Regions from separate parts of the Sus scrofa genome. Here region 1 is linked to region 2. The links are chromatin contacts, called in public Hi-C maps. All regions are on one chromosome and are shown on one strand. Each heading gives the region's core, a stretch centred on a gene start, on an enhancer-like site or on the middle of the called end of the contact. The rest is flanking DNA. Distances are from core to core; before and after follow the strand shown. Region 1 holds the start of LMF1 (lipase maturation factor 1). Region 2 has its middle 17 kb from the start of SSTR5.

Evidence for each region. A called contact is a pair of places that touch in the nucleus more often than the background predicts.
Region 1: a Hi-C map of retroperitoneal adipose tissue shows a contact between it and region 2, with 2.0 times the contacts expected there. The contact joins the promoter of LMF1 here to the enhancer-like site in region 2. A contact is called at or near these places in 1 of 5 promoter capture datasets (fetal skeletal muscle), 10 of 47 Hi-C or Micro-C datasets (embryonic fibroblasts, fetal heart ventricle, fetal skeletal muscle and 6 more) and 1 of 2 datasets of contacts at active chromatin or transcription factors (skeletal muscle).

What each region holds. Positions count from the first base shown.
Region 1 is chr3:40,837,346-40,843,938 of Sscrofa11.1, forward strand. It overlaps LMF1 (lipase maturation factor 1), which reads left to right and starts at 3,897. Exons shown (of 11, transcript XM_021086874.1): 1 at 3,897-4,126. The coding sequence starts at 3,940.
Region 2 is chr3:40,771,908-40,778,163 of Sscrofa11.1, forward strand. No RefSeq gene overlaps it. Among named protein-coding and RNA genes, the nearest start is that of SSTR5, 17 kb to the left of the region's middle. Within about 2 kb of position 1,959, at least 16 of the 83 cell types and tissues checked have an H3K27ac peak or open chromatin away from gene starts, as enhancers often do. A contact at or near this core is called in retroperitoneal adipose tissue and subcutaneous adipose tissue, where this site is marked.

The DNA.
Region 1 (6,593 bases), core at 2,647-5,146, 67 kb after region 2:
ATCTAGGGGTTCCCAGGACGCCAGCGTGTCTTGAGCTGACGGCTCCTCTCAGGAGAGCCCCCTTCTCCTCTCCCCTCCTGTTCTTCGCCCTTTCTGGCTCTGTCCAGGTGGAGCTCAGCTCCGGTCCTCCTGCAGCCACGCCGGGGGGTGGCCAGGCCTCCTCTCAGCACCTCTGGCCTCTCCTGTGTCTTCTTGGCTTGCCCCCATATAGTTTTTTGCTTGAAAATGTAGGTTCAAGAGTTTCTCCCAAGCCCCTGAAGCTGATGAAGGGCTGCTTTGTAGAGACCCCAGCGGGCCTGTGGCTTTTGCAGGTGCTGAGCTGTGGGGCCCAAGGAAAGCATTTCAGTGCCCTGCATACACCAGGCCCCAAGCCCTACAGCGCGGGGTTTGCAGGAAAGGTTTGGTTTTGAGTAGGGCAGCTTCGTGGGGCATACAATGTACCCATAGCTAAACATTATTTAAAAGTGTCAGATGCTCCTTAATACAGATGAAAATATGGTTGGCATAAATGACATGAGCTATCCTGACAGCTAAAAGCAGTGCCGTCTTAAGTGATTCTGAAACAATGACCAGAGCAGAATTTAAAAATATAATTTTTGGTGAAATTCACATAGCATAAAATTAACTGGGTTTCCTTTTTTTTTTCGCTTTTGTCTTTTTAGGGCCACACCCGAGGCAATATGGAGGTTCCCAGGCTAGAGGTTGAATAGGAGGTGTAGCTGCTGGCCTACCCCACAACCACAGCAACATGGGATCCCAGCCGTATCTGTGACCTACACCACAGCTCACAGCAACGCTGGATCCTTAACCCACGGAGCGAGGCCAGGGATCGAACCTGCGTCCTCATGGATGCTCGTCAGATTCATTTCTCCTGGGCCATGATGGGAACTCCGTGGGGGTGTTTTTGTTTTTGTTTTTGTTTTGTTTTGTTGCCATGCCTGTGGCATATGGAAGTTCTCCAGCCAGGGATTGAATCTGGGCTGCAGCTGCAACCTATGCCACAGCTGTATCAATGCCGTCTCTTAACCCACTGCACCATAGGGGGAGGTCCCAAATTAAGTATTTTTAGGCGTACAATTCAGTAGCATTTCATACATTCAGCATGTGTGAGCATCGCTGCTATCCAGTTTGACAGTATTTTGGTCCCTCCACACAGAAATCTTTTCCCTGTCAGCAGTCGCTCCTTGTCTCCCTCCCCCAGCTCCTGGGAACCACTGATCGAAGCTCTGCCACCGTGGATTTGCTTATTCTGGACGTTCCATGTAAACGGAAGCATACAGTATGTGGCTTTGTATGCCCGGCTTCTCCCCGAGCACGGTATTTTCAAGGCTCGTCTCTGCTGCAGGCGTATAAATGCTTTACTCCTTTTTATGGCTGTGATACACCTGTGGACACTTGATTAAATTCAGGCAGAAACAGGCAAGAACTGGGCCCCGGGCCAGCCTTTCCTCAGCCAAGCCCTGCTCCATGGGGTTCACTCCCTGGAAGGTTCTAGACCCTGAGATAGACTGGACCTCTGCGGTCAGCTCCCAGGAAGAGACATGAGAATATGAGCTCCCGGCAGACCTCTCCGATGGCCTTGCCCACCCTGGGCAAACCCGGGGAGGGAGCCCAGAGCCCAGTGAGCTGGAGGCTGGACAAGGGGCCCCTTTCTGCTCCGCACAATGTCCCATTGTACACGTCTCAGGGGGAACAATGCAGCCCTGGCCAGGGGAAGCTGAGGACAAAGGGCCCTTTGTGAGAACTGTCCCCACCTGAAAAGCAGCATCCAGGGTCACACCTGACAGTGGAGCCGTCCCTCCTCGCCTCTGTCCCCTGCTCCGCTCCCACATCCGGGCAGGGACCCAGGGGAGCTCGGGCGGGCTTGGCCGGATTCTCCGTGCTCCCCCCAGACGGCTGTGCGGGCTCATCTGGGACTCGGCACCTGGACAACTGGCCGGGGTGGGGGAGGGGAGGGGCAGGTTGTGGGTTCGTGTGGAAGGACCTGGAAGCAGGACTCCGGCCGGGGCTAGGTGTTCCTCCACTCCCCCTCAGGCTCACGCTTCCCTGCGGGGGGCTCTTCAGGATGCAAAAGACGTTTGTACCCTCCATGGAAAATCTGTCTTCCAGGTCCCACTTCTCAGGTGGGGTCCCAAGGAAGGGTTTTTCATGGACAAGAAAAGGAAGGTTTTTTTAAAAAATCACATTGTAGGAGTTCCCTGGTGGCCTAGTGGGTTGAGGACCTGGCATGATCACTGCTGTGGCTTGGGTTTGATCCGTGGCTTGGGAACTTATGCATGCTGTGGTCTTGGCAAAACAAACAAACAAACAAAACAAAAAAAAAATCACTAAGATGCACGTAGATGCTATTACCCCAACACTGGGGGTGGGGAGCAGCAGCTGGAGGCTGCAGAGAGGTTCCAGAAGTGTCTAGTCTGGACTAATTCGGGAGATCCCTTGTCCAGAGCCAGTTCTTGCCCTTATGGAGCTCACAATACAGACGGTGAAGAGATAATTAAACAACCGAGAAAGCCTGATTATTTGACTATGTAAATATCGATCATTTATACATCAAACACTAGGAACAAGATGTGAAAACAAAAAACCCAGGACAAAAATTCACAGTAGACACACAAGAAAAGGATCTTTAACACGTTAAGAGTTTTTACAAATGAATAAGGAAAAATCCACACCTACTGCAATCATTTCCTTCCAAGTACTCCACAGTTTACCCCAAACTCTGAAGGCGCTAATGCCTACTCTCTCACACACCTTTCTTTCTTTCTTTCTTTCTTTCTTTCTTTCTTTCTTTTTTTTTTTTTTTTTTTTTTTTGCTTTTTAGGGCCACACTAGCAGCATATGGAGATTCCCAGGCTAGGGGTTGAATCGGAGCTACAGCTGCCAGCCTCCACCACAGCCACAGCCATGCCAGATCCTTAACCCACCGGGCGAGGCCAGGTATCAAACCTGCAACCTCATGGTTCCTAGTCGGATTCTTTCCACTGCGCCACGACAGGAACTCCCCACACCTCTTCTTTCCTCTGAAGATTGCCTAGCACTCCACCCGCTGAATGACACCTGTCCCGTATCCTCAGAATGTAGAGTTGCTGGAGGCTTCCTGGGGTTCTGTTGGGTGATTCACTGGTCAGTAAGGGCTTCCCTCCTCTGAATCCTCAGCCAGCCACTTTCCCCCCTTGGCTAGAGGTCCAGTCTCGAGAGCCAGGAGAAGTGCTAAGGGGACTTGGTTGCCCTGTGCAGAAACTTCGGGGGTGGGGGTGGGGGTGGGGAAGAGAGCTGAAGGGTCTGAATATTAGGACCCAGGTGCTGCCTGAACTGTCTGTCACTAGCTGTGGAGCCACCACCCCAGCATCCTCCTCAGATAGCAGAAGTGGGGAGCTGGGAAGGGACCCCTTCGAGGCAACTGCCCACCCACTCCTCCTTCTCAATGCAGGCAGAGGCAGCCTGGAATCCTGGGGTGGTGAATCCTGCTCGGCCTTTCCTCTGCGCGAATGTGAGTTCCACACACAGCCAGGGCATGCAGAGGGAGCACGGTAGCCTCCAGGGTTCTTGGCTGCCCTCATCTCAGCCTCCCTGGATGCATATCACATCGTCAGACACATGCTTTCCAAGAGCCTCCTTCACATTGCGTTTCTGCCTCTGAATTCAGTGCCTCCCGCCCTCCCTAGAGTGAGAGTCCAGGAGGGCGAGCTCCTGGGTAGGGGCGTGCACTGGGGACCTCTGCAACCTCGGCTTATTCAATGAACGAGTGAGTGAAGGAGCGACGCGGTCAACCCGGCTCCCGCAGCGGCGCCGCCAGTCTTTCAGGCGCGAAGCCCCCGACCCCCGCAGCAGCAGCGCCCCCGAGCGTGCGCGCGGCTGGCCGCGGCGCACGTGAACCTCCAGTTGTGGGCGGGGCCTCTCGGCGGGGGCGGAGCGATCGGCGCGCGGCGTCCCCCGCGCATGCGTTCTGAGGGCCCGGCGATGGCGGCGTCCGAGGATCCCCTGAGGCGGCGGAAGGCCGCGGCCGCGGGCCCGGAGCCCGCGTCTCCGCCGGGGCGCGACCCCATGAGCTGCCCGGCCCGCTTCCGCGCGGGCACCTTCTGGCTCACCAGGGTCGTGCTCCTGAAGGCCCTCGCTTTCGTTTACTGTGAGTCCGCGGGGCCTGCCCGATGGTGCCCCTCCACGCGCCCCGCCCCCACAGGCCGTCCCCCCGCGGGCTCCCCGCCGAGCCCCGGCCGCGCGCCCCTCCCCCCTGCCGGGACCGGGGGCGCCCACGCCGACCGGGCGTCCGTGGGGCAGCGGCTCCGCTCTGCCGCCTGCAGTTCCACGGTCTGCGGCGCCTGCGGCCTCCCCGCGGCTCGGCAGCTTTGAGGCACGAGCAGCAGGTGCGGACTCACCTGCGAGGTGGGCGCTAGCCGGGTTTGACCGGGCAGAGCCTCGCGGCCAGCCCCGGCCCCCCTGCCTCCCGGGTCTCCTCGACCACAAGGCTGGACCCCCGGGTGCCCCCCAGCGCGAAATACACACGCCCGCCCTGGTCCCCACGCCCGGACGGGTGCAAACGCCCGAAGCCGAGCAGGGCGTCTGAAGCCCAGCCGGGCTTCTCAGAGGAACGTGGCCTTGCGGGGGCCGTGGGGGTGGGGGACAGTCCACGGCAGGAGTGATCTGGGGCCAGCGGGCAAGTCCCCCTTCCGGAGGGTCCAGAGGGCGCTGGTCCCCGGCGCGGCGAGCCGGCTTCGTTTCCGACGCGTTGGAAGGGGTGGACATGCAGCTCTTCGAGCCGGCGTTAGAAGGGGGGGACATGCAGCTCTTTGCACAGCGGCCTTCAGCAAACACTGAGAGGGCTCCGCGGGGCCAGGTCCCGGGGTGGGGCCGGGGGGTCCTGCGAGCCCTTCGAGGGCCGCCGCGTGCGGCGGCGGGCAGGGATGGGGGGGTTCAGCCCCGCCTCCCGTGCGCTCTAAGTTACCATAAAAAATAGTTCTTGCCGGTATTGCTTTAGTCTCCACGGGATTGAATAATCATTCCAAACGTTTGAGCTGTCATTTTGCGAAAGATGGAGTCAAGGCAAAGTTAATCTGCGAGACTTTAATAGTCCCTTAAACCGTCGCCGTAACAGTGGAAAAACCCCGGTGGGTGGCTCCGCTCGCAGAGAGCGCCGCTTAAAACCCTGCTCGGCTTTCCAGGGAGTGGGGCTGCCTTTGATCTCCACAGGGATTCGCCCTTCAATTCAGAAGGGAACCGTTTCCAGCCACCGGGGCGAGCAGATATTTTAAGCCTGGTGCTGAGTACAGAATGATTTGCCCTGGCAGATGGGTTTTTTCCCCTGGCTTCTCTCTATTGGGGGTGGCGGGGCGGTAGGGTGGGGTTCAGCCGCTCGAAGAAACCAGTTTTTCGCATCTTCCGGGCGGAGAGGGTCTCTGGCTGAGATGACCCGGGCAAGGAGGCAGTCATCCTGCCTTGATCTCTTTCTGGAGAGTTGTGGGTCTCACCGCAGACTCCCTCTGAGCCCCTTAACTCCCGGGGAAATCCCACAATGCCATGGGCTCTGGGCACCTTTCCCTGACGTTGGTACACTTGTTCTCTGGGACTGCCAGGCTGGACAACAGGCGTCTGCACAGCTAACAGTTCCTAAGCCAGGAGCCTGTCTGGTGTCGCCCTGGGAGCTCCTTGCATCCAGGGACGGTTTTCATACCTCCATCCTTTGTCACCTGGGAGCAGCTCCCCTTCCATAAATTTCCTTGCCTTTCTGCGGCCTTTATCAATACTCCGTGTCACCACGGGATACTTTTCCAACTGTGTTCCCCCCCCCCCCATCGGCACCCTGGCCGTGACACTGACGGCGCAGACTGCCCACCCGAGAGGCCTCTGGTCCTCTGTCATTGAAGTCCTAATTCCTTGGATCTCCTTTCTTATTTGGGGGTTGTTCTCTCTTTAAAGCGTGCGCACCCAGTCCGCTTTCTAGCAAAGAGCGTGGAGAAGGTGAACTGTCTGTGTCCTTCTCGGTCGCACAGAAGTCGCCCGGGCCTGTGCTTCTTCGGAGCTCGGTGGCGTCCAGGAGTCTTATACGGCCTGACTCCTGCTCCCTGGCGGGTGACCGAAGGGAAACACTCTGATTTCTCCTGCTCACATGCCTCTGACCTCGACCGCGCGCGTGGGTTTTTTCGCACACCGATGAATCCTCTGACGGTCCAGACACTGCTCGAGGGGACGCGCTCCTTCTGACGCCAAGTGCCCGGCGTCCGCGCAGACCCCCCCCCCCTCGGTCCTGGCATCCCCTGTGCTTCTGAGCGACCAGCCGTCCATCAGGGCCCGGGCCCCCTCTGGTTCCACACCTTTGCCGGAGCGCTCAGAGGGCTCTGAGAGGCTTGGCCTGTGTTCACGGTTCATCGTGAAGGCCGCCCCTCGGAGCCGAGGCTCTGCAGCGTCGGGCGGGTGGTCCTGCTGCTGGTGGAGCGGATCTGCCCGCTGCCGGTCACAGCAGCCATCACAGCGGCGGAGGCGAAGCTCCCACAGCTGCAGCTCGTCCCGCTCCCCGTCACAAGGCTCACCTGGGTCTGGAGGCCCAGCCTGGCGGCCCGTCCGCAGTCCCGCACCCGCATTTGCTGAACTCTTAGCTT
Region 2 (6,256 bases), core at 709-3,208:
ACATCCACCCAGAACCCCAGAATGTGACCTTATTTGAAATATGGTCTCTGCAGATGGAATTAAGCGACAGGTCTTGAGAGGACGTCATTCTGGACAATGAGGGTGTCCTTACAAAAGACAGAAGGAGAGACACAAAGGAGAAGCCACGTGAAGACGGAGGCAGAGATGGGAGTGACGTGGCTGAAGTCCAGGGCCACCCGGAGCCCCTGGAGCCGGAAGAGGCAGGAACGACCCTCCTTGGAACCTCAGAGGGGAGCGTGGCCCTGGCCTTGGACTTGTGGCCCCAGACGGGGAGAACGGACTCCTGTTGCTCTAAGTCACCACGTTTGGGGTCACCTGTCCTGGTGGCCCCAGGTCACTGGACAAGCTCCACTCTTGCAGGTTCTCTGTCCCCTTCTCCCTCATGACCCCCCACCTGGGGCGCCCCTGGTCCCAGGGTAACCCCTGTACCTCCCTGGCCTCTGGTCCCCCGCAGAGACCCTAGCTCCCCCCGGGGGGAGGAAGGGCTGCGACCTCAGATCAGGGAGAGGGGCGCCTTCCCCACTCCCCCCACCCGAGCCCTGCAGGACATCACCTTTGTGCTGCCGCGTGCCGGTGGGTGCCTGGGTCTGTGCCTTCCGAGTTCGCTGGAGTCAATTTCCCACTGGGAGGCGCAGCATCCACCGACTTTCACCTCAATTAAAAAACCCATTTCGCTCACCGGGTGTTCGAATTGCAGTGATTCACCAGCTTACTTCGTTCCATTTCCACTTGAGGGTCTAACGGCATTTGGAGGCAGAAACCTCCGTTAGAGAAAAAACCATTAATAGGTCGGCACGAAAATGAACAGCCTAGCGCCGCCGTCTTAGTGGGATCGCGGGGGGAGGGGACGGGTGCCCCGCCCACCTCATCACAGCATCCAGCCCCCTCCTCAAACACCTCCTGCCGCCCAGTCTAAGCCGGGGGAGGGGGTCTCGCTCAGCCTCTGCTGCTTTCCGAGAACACCTGCCCCGCATCATCAGAACTTGTGGGGTTTTTTTTCAGGAGAAAAGTCCTCCCGTGCGCTGCCCCAACTCACAGGTGCCGTCAGCAAACCCCACCATCCCCGCCACCATCCCCGCCAGGCCTCCCAGTGTGTCCCCCAACACCGGATCCCGCAGCCTGAGTGGGGGTACGGCGGGGCCCTGGCTCTGCCCCCACCAGCGGTGGATCCAGGCCACTGGTCACCTTGGAGGCCTGCTTCCTTGTCTGTGGAAGGGAACAGGAAGGACAATGAAAATGAACCCTACGGGGACGACGTGGGTGAGACGCAGGCATAAGATGCCCGACCCAGCAAGGCCCCCTGATGGGGACCCCCTCCCAGGACCATGCGACCCCCGGCCTCAGTAGGAAATGTTCAATGGGCGGAGGCCCTCCCTGTGCTTCCACGTGGATCCGGGGAGCATCAAATGGACCCTGTGAAAATTGGCTGAAAAGACCAATTAAGGCATTAGGCGAGGACAAATTAGGGGCTCTCAACACAGCCGTGAGGAAATGGGGTGGGGGAGGGACCTGGTCGGAGCTGAAGTGGCGCAGAGAAGGGGGAGGGAAGGGGGTTGGACAGAGGGGTCGAGGACCCCCGCATCCCCTCCCTCGCAGCCCTCAACTGTTCCCAGGTCCGCCGCAGTGCCTTCTCCGCCACTGCTCCCCCAGAGGGGACCTTCCTGGGACCTCCAGGTCTCCTGCTGTGTCCCCTCCCTCTGTGCTGGACCCCGCCCCGCTCTCCCCTTCCTCCCAACCCCTCCCCCCTTCCTGGACTCCACCCACCCACCGACCGACCCACGGCGGGGGCAGGGGAAGGGGCAGGAAGGGGAGCGGCGGGCAGGGCGGCCAGGACGCCGGGCCCACCTCTCCTCCCGCAGCAGTTCCTGGGAAGAGGCAGTCCCGACTCGACAGTCCTAAGCCAGGACGGCGTCCCTGCGCCACGGGGTCCCCAGGCAGAGGCTGCCCCTCCCCGGCCGGGCTCGGACCCAGGAAACGCGGCTCAGTGGGTCGAGGTCGGGCGCCGGTTTGGCGCATCGGCCGGACTCTGGCGCCATCTGGTGGGCGCCTCCGTCCCTGCGGGCGGGGCGGGCTCCGTGGGGGCGTGGCCTGAGCTGCCGCGGAGGGGGGCGGGGAGGGAGGGGCGGCCGCGACGTTTCCCGAGGCTGGGGGCAGGGGGCGCGGTGACCAGAGCCGGAATTCCCGAAGTCCTTTCCTCCGCCCCACACCCTGCCCGTGCCCAATAGTCCCCACCTTCGGGTCCCCCAAGGCCCCTGCCCCCCAGCACCTCCCCCGACCATGCCCTAGTGTCATCCAGGCCCGGACTGGTTCCTCGCAGGTCAGCTGTGTGGCCTCAGCTGGTCATTCAACCTCTCTGAGCCTCAACATCTTCAACAACACGGGGGTCATAATTGCTGTCCTTCTTGTCCGCGTCACCAGAAGTTTCCAGGAGAGCCCTGCCCCAGCCTGTGCTGGGTCCCTGGCCCTGGGTTGCTTACCCCCTCCCCGTGCTTCCCTGCCAGACAGCCTGCACGCGGAGCCCTTCCCTCGGGGATCAGTGCCCCAGGCTTCAGGGTGCTGTGGCCGACACGGACAGAACAGGATAGGGAGCAGGGACTCCTCCAGAAGTTCACACTTCTGCCCAGTCCTGAGGCACCTGCCTGGGGGGCTGTGCCCCCGGGTCCATGACCAGGCTGCGGCCCCTCATGCAGGTGCTGGCCATTTCTGTTTGCGGCAGGCTGGTGCCCAGTCACCCGGCACAGCTGCCCCAAGGCCCAAGGGTGCCCCTGGGACTCACTCCTAAGCCCCCACCCTTCTCAGGCTTCCTGCTGGCACGGAGGCCCTTGTCTAATTTGAGGATCGCAACCCGAGGCGGCCCTTGCTCAGTCCCCTCCTCTACCCCAGCCCCCTAAAGTTGCCGACAAAGAGATCCTGTGCCTTCGGTGAACCACAGCACAGCGCCACCCGGTGGCTCCCGATCAGCTTCTGTGCATCACCCAGAACAAAGCTGGCACCCGCCACTGGGGGGCGCGAGCAGCTCGCGAACACTGCAGACACAAAGCCATGGGGGCCATCCTGCCGAGGCTGAGACAGGACTGGGGGTGTCCTTGCTGAGTCTCTGCCCTGATTGATGGCGAGGATTTCCCACGTTGGACCAAGAACTCGGGGTTTCAGGCCAAGACCCGGGGCTGGCCAACCGCCCTGGCTGGCCGTAGGGCCCAGAGGAGCTGGGCTGTGGTCTCCCCTCTGGCAGGGGCAGTGGTGAAGCACGTGGGGTGCAGGGCCCCCCTGCCGCCCCCAGCCCTGGCCACCCTCTGCTGGCTTTGCTGTTCAGGCAAGGGGCCAGCCCGGCCGCCCCACACCCTCCAGCAGCTGGCTGGCAACCCTCCCAGCGGCTGGTGGACTCGGCTCAGCCCGGCCGGCCACACCTGCCACAGCAGCTGGTTCAAAATCCCCAAATCCCAAAACCGGTCCCACTTGGCCAGGCCAGGGAGTCCTTGGCCCCGCTGGTTGGCCTGTCCTTTGCTGAACTGGCTGTCAGGGACCTCGGCCAGGCGGGACGGCAGACAGCCCCAACGTCCCCGAGATGCCCGGGGCTCCTGGCAGGCCAGGCCGTGCAGACCCTGGGCCTTGCAGGAGTAGACGTGTCCCCCCCGGAGTGGACCTTGAGGGGTCTGCAGACTTAGGTGTCTGCAGAAAGAGTAACGGAGACTTCGCAGCAAGAGCCTGAGCACGGCCACTGCCTCCCACCAGAAGGAGGGGGCCGGAGGGGGCCTGGCCCATGGGACCTCAGGGCCCGCGTGGCCAGCAGAGGAGGGGCCATCCCAGTGGAGCCCCTTGGCCAGCGTGTGAAGTCTGGGGTGCCACCAGGCCTGGGTGAGGCTGCTGCTCCCTGCTCCGGGCGCGGTGCTGTCCTGACCCCCAAACCTCAGGGGTGGGAAGTGAGACAGGCACCCCAGGGAGTGACTCGTGGTCACTGCTTCACAGCATCGGCACCCCTGACGCCCAGGGCACTGACGAGCCCTGGCTGTGTGGGGGGGTGAGGGGGAGCCCCCTCGGCCCCCAGCCCCGGCCCCCACCATGTCCCTCAGCCAGGCTGCACAGTCTCCATCTTGCCCCCAGGATGCTAGCTGGTGGCCGTTAGCTTTGGGAAGGGGTGGGGGCAGCTCCTGGGGGTGCTCTGTGCTGGCCAGAGGGTCAGTGGGAGGGGTTGTCCTGCATCTGGCTGGGGGGGGGCTGTGGGGGACGGCCGCTGGGCAGAGGTTCAGGCCCAGACCAGAGGAGGCCAAGGGACAGTTTCCAGTGAGCGGCAGGACCCCTGGGCTTGGGGCGGGGGGGACAGCCCTGTCCCTGTGGCCTCCTACCCAGGAGTGGGGGGGATGGGCAGGCTCAGCCCTGGGCTCTCCCCGCCCCTCCTGTCGGCCCTGGGCACCGTCAGCCTCTGTAACCGATCCCCAGGCGGGGGCAGCCTGGGCTCGGCTCTCCTGGCTCTCGAGCCTCCGGCCCAGCTGTTGCTGTGGAGGCCATGCCTGTCCAGGGGATGAACAGCTGCAGGCCCGGAAGCCCCCCAGCCTCCCCAGAGCAGGTGTGCCCCCCGGAGCCCAGCCTCGCCTGCCAAGGCTGGTCCCAGTGGTACGGGGGGCCTCACCCTCATTTGCTTGGCCTTGCGGGGGGCTCTGGGCCGAGATTGGCATTGAGGGTGCTCAGCCCTGTGGCAGCAGAAGCGAGGCTCCCTGTGGCCAGCCTGCGGGCTGTGGCCGGTGCCAAGAATGGGCCCTGGTGGTCATGCCCACCAGCATGGCAGGGCCGCCGTGTGAACCCACAGGGTTGCTTGGTCCGACGAGGTCCCCAGGGAGGAGGGCAGGTCAGCTTCCCCAAGGACCACAGGTGGTCCTCACCCCTGGCCCCCCCAGCGGGCAGCCCCCACCCCTGCCCAAGTCGTGTTGCTCCCTCCCCTCAGGAGCCCTGTCCCCACGGTGTCCTTGCTGACCTGTGAGCCTGTCCCCACTGTCCACCCCAATCCCAGGAGAGGGGCCCCAAGCCACGGAGGCCACTTGTCAACTTCGTCCACAGCTCCCCCGCCAGGGTGCCTCAGGCACGTGCCTGCCCTGCTCGTCGGCGTGGCTGCCTCGTTCCTGGGCCGTCCTCGGCCACAGCGGGAGCCTGAGGCTTCCAACTGGGGGCCAGCCTGGGCCCTGCCCCCGCCCCCCGCCCCCCGCCCGGCATCAGCTCCGGGCCCTGCCCCGCCCAGCACCCCGCCTCTGCCCAGCGCTGTCTCTGCCCTTGGAACCCACCCCCCACGCACTGTCCCAGGGTGCAGGACGTGGGAGGCCAAGGCAGGAGGCCCCACCTTACGAGGAGAGGCTGGGGCCCCAAGAGGGGTCTGCCCCGCGGATGGGCGCGAGCCACGCCGGGCCACCCCGTCATGCACTTACTGCCTGTCCTGGGTTGGACAGGGGCCCCCAAGTTCACGTCTACCGCGACCCTCAGCCACGGTCCTCTTTGCAGGTCTGATCAGGTCACGATGAGGTCCGGCTGGGCAGAGTAAGCACCAATGTCGTGGCTGGGGTCCTTGGAGAGGGCAGACGAAAAGGCCAAGTGACAACCAGGTGGAGGCTGGAGGAACGTGGCCTCAAGCCAAGGGACACCTGGGGCCGGAGAGGCAGGAAGGAGCCTCCCCTGGAGCCTCAGGGTGGGGCCTGCCCATACCCCGACTTCCACCTCTGGGCTGCTGCCTGAGAGGGCACCTTGCTGCTGTTTTATCCCCCCCTCTGGGGACAGCGGCCCTGGGACCCCGGCTAGCACAGTCCTCAGCATTGGATGCTACAGGGGCCTGCAAGGTGGGAACTTGCTCATGGCTTCCCGGCCGGGCTGCTCTTTGGGGCCCAGTGCGCAGGGCACCCAGCAGCCCTCCTGCCTCTGCCAGCAGCCACCCCCACTCCCAGGGCACGGTCCGCGCTGTGGCTCCCAACGCCAGGGCCGGGCCCACAGCCCTTGTTCATGGGCAGCATCCCTGGGCTTGTGCACTGGGTTTAAAACTTCATCGTCAACTAAACCGCTCATGGGAGCGGGGGGCAGAGACCTGGCTCAGGGGCGCCTGTCGTAGAAGGTGGTCCTCGGCACGGCTCCGAGGTTAGATGCTCACCTGTGCGGCCTCCATCCCGACCGGTGGGGCTGCCACCTGCGCCGGAGGGGACTTGCTCCCATGCAGCCCGCCTCCCCAGAGGCCTCTGTGGCACGTAGGTAAGTGTTGGTC